Linked DNA regions of Mus musculus: regions 1 and 2 are each linked to region 3. Evidence: chromatin contacts called from public HiCAR-type and promoter capture Hi-C data. All regions are on one chromosome and are shown on one strand. The core of a region is the stretch at or near the end of the contact, and the rest is flanking DNA. Distances in the headings are between cores, read along the strand shown. Region 1 holds the start of Cavin3 (caveolae associated 3). Region 2 holds the start of Apbb1 (amyloid beta (A4) precursor protein-binding, family B, member 1). Region 3 holds the start of Ppfibp2 (PTPRF interacting protein, binding protein 2 (liprin beta 2)).

Region 1 (2,910 bases), core at 240-2,739, 2.1 Mb after region 3:
TAGCACCCACATTGGATACCTCAGAGTGGCCAATAACCACAGTTTGAGGGCATCTGACACCTTCTGATATCCATAGGTCTTTGCACATGCATGTGCACACATTCATGCACACACACATATACATAAATAAATAAAAACATCTAAAAGATTTCCAAGTTGTTGGGCTGGGGTATGGCTTAGTGGCAGAATACTTGTCTAGCGTGTTTGAGGGTTTGGGTTTGATCCTTAACGCTGTGCCTTTTCAGCCAACTAATGGGGCAGTCAATGAACACCTATAACTTCAACACTCAGGTGTCTGAGACAGGAAGATTTTGAGTTTGAGGCCTGGGTTACACAATGAGTCCCTATCTCAAAAACACAGAAACAGGGTCAAAGATGTAGCTCCGTTGAAGATGTTGACCAGTGTGCATAGGAGCCTGAGTTCGATTTCCAGCACCAGCATAAAGTAGGTTTGGTGGCACACAACTGTTATCTCAGCCGTTGGGTGGCAGAAGCAAGAACAGACATTCAAGACCATCCTTGGCTGAACAGTGAGTTCAGGGCCTCCCTGAATGACATGAAACCCCGCTCAAACTCTTTGTGTTCTTTTGTCAGGCTCAGATGGCTCTGCTAATATCGGGTCCAAGATGAGCAAATCAAACTCTAACATAAAAACAAAGTTTTCACAACCAGAACTCAGGAATCAACCTTTATGTAGTGATTTTCCACTCTAACACTCACTATGTAGTTCATCATGGTCTCCAATTGGTGATTTTCCTACCTCAATATGTATCACCATATCTAGCTACTGCAGCATTTCAAATCCTCACACTCACCAATTTCGGAGACGGGATTGAAGGCATTACGCAGGAACCACAGCCAATCTCCATTAAAACGGACAAACCAGTACTTATTCTAACTCATGGCTGAGCTATCCTCCAGGAATCCAAAGAAGAACAACGCAGTCCAGTAGGAAGAAATAGCAATAAACGAAGCCAGAGGCTAAACCTGGAAAATATCAGAGGATGCCCCGCCCAGCCCGCCTAGACACAAAGCCCTGCCTTGGGCCTAGGCAGTCTTGGGTCTGAGGCAGAACATTCCAAACTTTACAGGCCTCCGCCCAGCGTTGGGGCTCAGCAGCTTTGACGGCTTAGGCTATGCCTTTAACACCCCTGCCTTCCACCCCCACCCCCTTCTCTGATCACTAGATAGATAAATGAAATTTTCAGTGGTTTGCCTTTTGCTGTGAAGAACACAGGCCTGAAAGAAGCCCACCAGGAAAATGGGGGAAAAGGAGCACAAACTCAGAAAAGAGGTGCCTCTGGGCAGGACTGTCTTACTCGCAGATCCCGGGGCGGAGCCTTCGAAAGAGCCCCCTTTGGACATTCCGCCCCCTTGCTCGGCCTCCTCCTTTTCCCACCGCGGAAGATGCCAACTCCCGCCCGGCTGAGTCACGGCCTGAACTAGGGGAGGAGGCGGGGAAAGGCAGCCCCAGCCCAGATCGCAGCCATCGGTCTCAGGGAGAGCAGGCCCGGTGGTCAGAGATCATGGGGGAGAGCGCACTGGAGCCCGGACCTGTGCCTGAGACGCCCGCAGGGGGTCCGGTGCACGCAGTCACCGTGGTGACCTTGCTGGAGAAATTGGCCACCATGCTGGAGGCTCTGCGGGAGCGGCAAGGCGGCCTGGCTGAGAGGCAGGGCGGCCTGGCGGGCTCCGTGCGTCGCATACAGAGTGGCCTGGGTGCGCTGAGTCGCAGCCACGACACCACCAGCAACACACTGACGCAGCTGCTGGCCAAGGCGGAGCGCGTGGGCTCGCACGCCGACGCAGCCCAGGAGCGGGCCGTGCGTCGCGCTGCTCAGGTGCAGCGGTTGGAGGCCAACCACGGGCTGCTGGTGGCGCGCGGGAAGCTGCACGTCCTGCTCTTCAAGGTCAGTGACCTCAGGCATCCCTCTCCCGCCCCCAACCCTCGCCTCTAGGTTACCACCGAGGGAAGGACTCCTGCCACCCACCCGTCCGCATCTCCACATTCCTGACCCAGCGTGCTGCCCTCACTTGTGGAAGACTCTCAGAGCCGCACCCACTTTCTCACAACAGCGACCTTATCCCTTTCTCACTCCCAGCCTGGCCAACCCACGCCCTCCCTAACTCAGGCCAGTCTGCGGATTTGGTCAGTCGCACCCACATGGAACTAACTGTTAGGTGTTACTCTGCCTCCTCCAAGCGCCTATACAGCTGTTACACTCTACACGGTTTCATCCACTTTGCAAACTTGCAAGGTCCACTTTCCCCCTCTTTGCTCATCTCTCTGCTCCTCCATCCTCCCCATCCCCCATCTTCCCATTCCTCTATTTTGGCCCCAATTCCTAGTGCAGATGCAAAGGGTGGAGTAGCTTCCCTTGGCGGGCGGGCAAGAGAGTTTCAGGCTGGTCCTGGCTAAGTGCCAGGGTCAAATCAGAGAATCAAAAGCTGTGTCATCACATTTAGGAGGAGACTGAAATTCCAGCCCGCGCCTTCCAGAAAGTCCCAGAGCTCTTGGGTCCGGAGGACCAGTTGGTGCTGGGCCCAGATCAGCCAGAGGATGAAGTTGGAGAGAGTTCTGAAGAGGAGCCAGTGGAGTCCAGGGCTCAGCGGCTGCGCCGCACTGGTTTACAGAAAGTTCAAAGCCTGAAAAGGGCTCTTTCCAGTCGTAAAGCAGCACAGCCCACACCAGTCAAGCCGCCACGCGTAGGGCCTGTCCGGAGCTCTGAAGGCCCATCAGAAGGCCAGCCTGCAGCTCAGCCTGAAATGGAGTCCGAGCTCGAGACTGCCCTGGAGCCAGAACCTCCTCAACCTACCAAGGAAGATCCTGAGAAACCCGTGCTTCAAATAGAGAGCGCAGCCTGATCCCTGGGGCTGCCTGTCCCATTCGGTGCTTAAGCCTTGTCCCAA
Region 2 (3,078 bases), core at 387-2,886, 2.0 Mb after region 3:
CTTCCGGGGGGCCAGGGTGGGTGGGAGGGGTTGAGGCAGACTTCTGGGGTTCAGGCTGGCCTTGGTTATGGCCCTCTCGACTCACCGTGAGTTTGGGTGGCCATCTTTAAACTACAGCAATCTTCACACTCCTCCTGTACTCCTGCTACTTTGAGTAATTTTCTACTCTTCTGTGTGACCTCTATGTCATCCTGTCCTCACACTTAAACTTTACTTCCTGTGGGAGCCTTCCAAATCTCCTGGGCCAGAATAACCTGACACACACAGTGTCCCGTGTCTTTTCCTTAAGACACCATAATTTTAATTACCTATGTGGTGTCTCTTCCCTCTTTTAATCTGTAAGCTGAATGAAAGCAGGAACTCTCTTTTGCTTTCTGGGTGTTAGCACCAAGGACAGTGTGTCATACCATACACCTATTTGCTGAGAGTGAGTGAGTGAATGAATGAATGTCCTTCTAGGTAACACGTGCTCATTTCTCAAGGATCCAGGTCAGGTGCGTGTCTTCCAGGTGGGATGCAGCTGAACCAGATTCTTTTGGGGATCTTTATGTCCGGCTTGGGATCCAACATGGTTTGTATTTCCTAGGTGCTTGTCAGATTACAATGGATTCTTAGCCACAAGTCAGTAACTGTACAAGATGAGTGATGGACATAGGGAGTTTTGTTACACTGCTCCACTTTTGCACATAAGTGCAAATGTCTATAACAAAAATTTAAAACATTCATATTTACCCAGGGATAAATGAAAGTATATTCAAAGTACTTTGGAGTACTTGCTTTGAACAAGCCAGAGATTGATAAAGTGACCCTGCATTAAGAGTATGTGTGTGTGTGTGTGTGTGTGTGTGTGTACTTTTCCACGTCAGGGAAATTCTTTAGAAGATGAACATAAGATGAAATAACAAATTTAGATTTGGGCACTGTTAGACTTAGATGCATCTCCAATCAGTTTTTCAGTATGTTCAGAGCCCACCGAGCCCACAGCTCAGGGGACAATGCTTTTGGGGTTTCTGCCCCTCTTTGCCCTTGATGTCAGGGATCTGACCATTAAGATTTGCCTCATTGTCTATCCAGGGCCTGCAGTGAACAGGAAAATAGCCAAGTACAGCATTTCTGTTTAATTTCCACTCAGTTCTCCATTTGGTCCTTTCCTAGAGTTAATTTCTACCCTGGAGTGCAGTGGGGGGGGGGGAGGCGGGGTGGGGGACGCTGTGTCATAGCTTTATATTCAGAGGCACGGGTAGAGTGTAAGAAATATCTCAGTTCTGGTTTAGTTTAACCACTTACTCTGTTACTGAGGGCAAGTCGTGTTACCCTTCAGAATGTCAGCACCTGCCTCTCAAATCCCGAGAACAACAATTGTGGGAATTGCACAGCGCTGGTTTGAGGATGAATGCAAGCAAATGGTTGAACATAGAGCCTGGTACAGAGTAAGCGGTCAATAAATACGCGCTATTATTATCCACAGGACGTCAGGGAGTGCTACCACAAGAGCCAGAGAGCAGCCGGCTGCCAGCCTCTTGAGGCGCAGCCACGGTCCCAGCACCCGTGTCTCTCTCCACCCTCCTCCTTCCCCCCTCCCTAGCGGATCAGACTCCGTGCTCTAGGCGCGTCTCCCGGCGTCGGTGCAGGACCGACGCGGAGGTGAGTCCACGGTGGCATGGAAGGGGAGAGCTGGGCAGGGTCCTGGGAGTTGGGTGCAGCCGTGCGGGGATAGACAGGAGGCCTGGGACGCAGGGCTTGCGAGGGTCAAGGGTCTGCAGGGTGCGGCTGGGGCAGCTGCAGCCAGTGCGGCTCGCACTCGCTCGCGCGCCCCGCCCCGGCCAAGATGGCGCCCCTCCCCCTCCCGTGCGCGGCTCCGCCGCTCGGGGCGCGGCCTCGCGGCCTGCGCGCTCCTGGGCGGGGGATGTTGTGATGGAGAAGCTGCGGTGTTGCGGGAGCCTTGCAGCTTGAGCTACCTTCGCCACCTGGGCCTGGGGCCTCGCCGCGCAGGTAGGTGCTGCTCCGTCTCCAGCCCAGCCCCGGGAGCAGGATCCCCAGCCTCAGCAGCCCTTAACCCTTGCAGCCTCTTCTTCTCAGAAGTCCAGGTCTCCAAGCCAGGCCTGATTACCCCCCACCCAACTCCCTTCGCCGCCTTCCTACCGCGGGCCTGCAAAATCACCCTCCGCAGGATCACTTTGGTCCTAACACCGACCGCTCCCCAAAGCTTTGCTTCTTGATCCTCTAGGATGCCCGGCGGGGGCGGGGAGGAGGGGGTGAGCGGGGGGGGGGGGGGGAGAGCGAGGGGCGATAGAAGAGTGGGGGAGGGGACGTCTAATGCTGGGAAGGGGACTTGGATCCGGGTAGGAGCCAGGCCGTGCGATTCCAGACTAGAGCCCCAGGCTTGGGATCTGTCAAGCTGCATTCTGTTGTCCTCAGCGACCGAGGGGTGTGCCCTGGGACCGGCGGGGTTCCCATCTCAGCCTGACAGAGAGGCCTAGCAGCGACTAGAGTGCTCCTTAGGAGCAGTTTTCCCTCTCCAATTCAGATGTTATTTCCAGCCTCTTCCGAGTCCTGTTTGTAGGTTGCATTCTGAGCCCCTAATTTCCCATTCATTTTAAAAATCCACTCCATTCTGTCTCTGACATCCACCGAAGCTTCTGAGCAAGGTCACTGGAGCCCTCCTTGTAACTCCAATGGACACTTGGCGGCTGTGAGCCCATTACCACTGAGTATGTGTCAGTCTCCTTGAAGCATTTTTTTTCCTGGTTTTCCTCCTAGGCACTGTCTATTGCTTTGAAGTGTTCTCTTGTCTCGTCTCTGCATATGTGATGCTATTCTGGCCTGAGCTGCGTTCTTTCACTCTGACCTTTTCCCTTGACCATTTCTTGCATGTCTAACTCTTTAAATTTCATATATAAGCTGCTGAGTCCCAAATTTATTTGTCTGGCCCAGACCACTGCTGAAATGCAAACTCATATATACTCAACTGTCCTCTGACATCCTTTTGAACAGTTCAACAGGAATTCCAAACCTACAGATTTCAAGGTGAATTAATTAACATCTCTTGTTCCCCTCATACCTCACTTACATGTCTGT
Region 3 (2,865 bases), core at 49-2,548:
TCAGCCTTAAATAAAATCCCAAATGAAAATAACAACAAAAGACTTAACAATATTCCACTTCAAAGTCACGTAAATATGCATACAAACGGGCTGGTGAAGAAAGAAATAATTTCTAATCAGATAACATGTTTAGTATACCAATAGTAATCTAAGACTGAAGATTAATTAGGTCTGTAATTGACTTCCTTCCTGTAGTTGAGCATTTACCTTAACAAAATACTCGGTAATCTAATAAACACTACAGTCTACAATATAATCAATTAAGGACCAAGAGAAATGAACACAGGCAGAAATAAAACCAAAATATGAAGAGGAAGACTGATCTATATCAAATATCTCAGTGCTCTAAGAAAGAGCTGAATGCCTATTTGAATCCTACCGGAACCTTGGAAGTTCTAGTTTTTAAACATATAATAACCTTATTTTGATCGGAGGGAAAAGTATGGGTCTGGCGTCAGGATGGAAGGAGGGAAGAGGACCCACTTTTAAAAACAGAAGCATCCCCACACCCTAATCCTGCCTTGAGCCTTTGGGAAGTGTGTTGCATTTAGCAATTAGTGCACAGAACTGCTCCTGGCCAAAGCGCTCTGGACCAAAGGTCTATGGAACAAACCCACCTAGGTATCTCCAGTTGATGCCACTGCTGCCCTCACGGGACTCAAGGCTTGGGTCAAAATCGCCCGGAACTCTGAGATATCGGAACACCCCGGTATCCTGGGGACCACTCTGCCACCTGTAGAAGCGCGGGGCAGGTGGCACATCCAGAGCGAGGTCGGGTAGAAAACTCAAGCAAATCCAGGGGAGTTGCTCCCTTTTCTCAGTCTCCCAGACAAATAAGTGGGTCCCCAAGTCTTGAAAACGTTCGAAGGTCTAAAAGACCACAGACGCCCAACTACCCATGTAGTTCTTGGATCTGGGGGTACTCAGTTCCCGGGATAGCGGTGAGCCGAGGCAGGGAGACCCACTGACCTGGATGCCAGAGTGCAGCTTCTCTCTCGGAGGCTCAGGTATGCAGGTCGCTCCTGTGTCCCTCACACTTTCCAACATAAGAGCGGAGAACCCAGTGACAGGCCACTGGCCCAAGGACCAACTGCCAACCAAGTGGCAGACCCGCCAGCACCGACCCGGTTCGGCACCCACGTGACGGAGGCGGGGATCCCAGAGAGGCTGGTCCCGGAGTGTGGCTCTCTGGCTGCTGGGACCTTCCCCCTAGGAACCGCCCCTCTGCCACCCCTCCTCCTTCTCCCGCACCGCAGTGGCCCGCGAGGACCCAAGAGCCACAGTTCCAGTTCCACAGGGACTTGCCTGGTCAGCCCCGCCCCCAGGCAGAGCTCCCGTGCTGGCTCAAACCCCGCCCCTCCCGGGAGACCACGCCCCTCTCTGGGTCCAGCCCACTGCTTGCACCTAGGACTCTTGCACTCTTCCGGCCGCAGAAAGGACCCTAGGCATTTTCCTTGTGTCCCACTGTGCTCAGGTCTCCAGAGTTTTTGTAATCTGTCAGCAGGACGAGGAAAGCGTGCGGAGAATTGCAGAAAGGAGCACCGAAGCGCAAGCGTACACACACACACACACACACACACACACACACAGCGGGCCTTGTGTAACCCCATTGAGATTAAGGGTAGTCTAAGACCTGTATCATTCCCAATCAGCCCAGACCAACCCCAATTTGGGTTCCATGTCACTCTTAGATCTGTCTAACTCAACCTCCGCCGCCGCTCCCCCCGCCTTTCCTGAAGGTCCCTCTAGTGGTTAAAGCTCTGGTGTTCTGTCTTGTGAATAGCTGAAGACAGAACACTTCCTGTGCCCTGCAAGGTCAGGTACAAGTATGCAAAACAAACAAACAAAAAAAACCTGGAGACCGAATCCCAGCACCTACCTCGAGCGTGCATAAGGCCCTGGGTTTTACCACAGCTGCTTGCCCTACCCGGGCCTCCAAGGGCCGGTTGCTCATTTTATCTGCTTAGAATCTCCAGGGCCTCAGATGGCAGGGATACAGGGACTCTGGCAGGAGTCTCTACTAAGCTGGACTCCAGTTGCTTACACCTGGAGTGTTGACAGACACGACTCGTCTTTTTTTTTTTTTTTTTTTTTTCAAAATTAGTCTAAAATTACTGGTATGACCAGAGGCTTGCACACATGAACAGAAGATCATAAATACTGTGGCAAACAGGTGTGTGAGCACTGCGGGGACATGGCCAGCAGCAGAGCAAAGGCAAAGCCAGTAGAGGAAGATTGGGGCCCCAGACTTGTGTCACAGCAGGACACCCTTCGGTTCTTTCACTTCCTTAAAATAGCGGGTGAGAGGCTTTTGGAAACAGAGCCTGCGCAGTTCATATAAGTTCAAGTGTGGGCAGTTCCAAATCCCACTGGTAGCTTGGGGCCACGGGGGCAGTTTCTTCCCCCAGGCCCCCAGAAACTGCAGCATTTTCTCAGAACTATACAATTATTTTGTAAAATGTTTTATGAACTTGGCTTTCTCAAGCTTCTGTGCAGTTTGGGAAGGAGCTTTAAAAGTACAGACGCCGGGCGTGGTGGTGCACGCCTTTGATCCCAGCACTCGGGAGGCAGAGGCAGGTGGATTTTTGAGTTCAAGGCCAGCCTGGTCTACAGTGTGAGTTCCAGGACAGCCAGTGCTACACAGAAAAACCCTGTCTCGAAAAAAAAAAAAAAAAAAAAAAAAAAAAAAACAACCAAAAAACAAAAAAAAAAGTACAGACGCTCTCCTCCCATCTCCAGAGGGTCTGATCTCTTGGCGTTGGAGAGGATAACCTGCATATTCGGAATTTGAAAAGCTCCCCAGGTGATTCCAATGTGCAGCAATATAATAAATAACCATTTCTGTGGGTCATGGAGACACCATCA

The links. Promoter capture Hi-C pulls out the DNA fragments that hold promoters and counts their contacts. HiCAR-type assays count read pairs that join an accessible place to other places.
Region 1: a contact with region 3 is called in a HiCAR-type map of astrocytes, with 7 times the contacts expected there. The contact joins the promoter of Cavin3 here to the promoter of Ppfibp2 in region 3. A contact is called at or near these places in 1 of 39 promoter capture datasets (hippocampal neurons) and 1 of 115 datasets of contacts at active chromatin or transcription factors (astrocytes).
Region 2: a promoter capture Hi-C map of liver shows a contact between it and region 3, with 6 times the contacts expected there. The contact joins the promoter of Apbb1 here to the promoter of Ppfibp2 in region 3. A contact is called at or near these places in 4 of 39 promoter capture datasets (cranial neural crest, frontonasal cranial neural crest, liver and 1 more).

What each region holds. Positions count from the first base shown.
Region 1 is chr7:105,480,776-105,483,685 of GRCm38.p6, reverse strand. Cavin3 (caveolae associated 3) reads left to right here and starts at 1,489. Exons shown (of 2, transcript NM_028444.1): 1 at 1,489-1,910; 2 at 2,467-2,910. The coding sequence starts at 1,527. The coding sequence ends at 2,865. Gm36847 (a long non-coding RNA gene) reads right to left here and starts at 887. Exons shown (of 3, transcript XR_378395.4): 1 at 816-887.
Region 2 is chr7:105,580,049-105,583,126 of GRCm38.p6, reverse strand. It overlaps Apbb1 (amyloid beta (A4) precursor protein-binding, family B, member 1), which reads left to right and starts at 1,636. Exons shown (of 15, transcript NM_001253885.1): 1 at 1,636-1,992.
Region 3 is chr7:107,593,484-107,596,348 of GRCm38.p6, reverse strand. It overlaps Ppfibp2 (PTPRF interacting protein, binding protein 2 (liprin beta 2)), which reads right to left and starts at 1,298. Exons shown (of 25, transcript NM_008905.2): 1 at 970-1,298.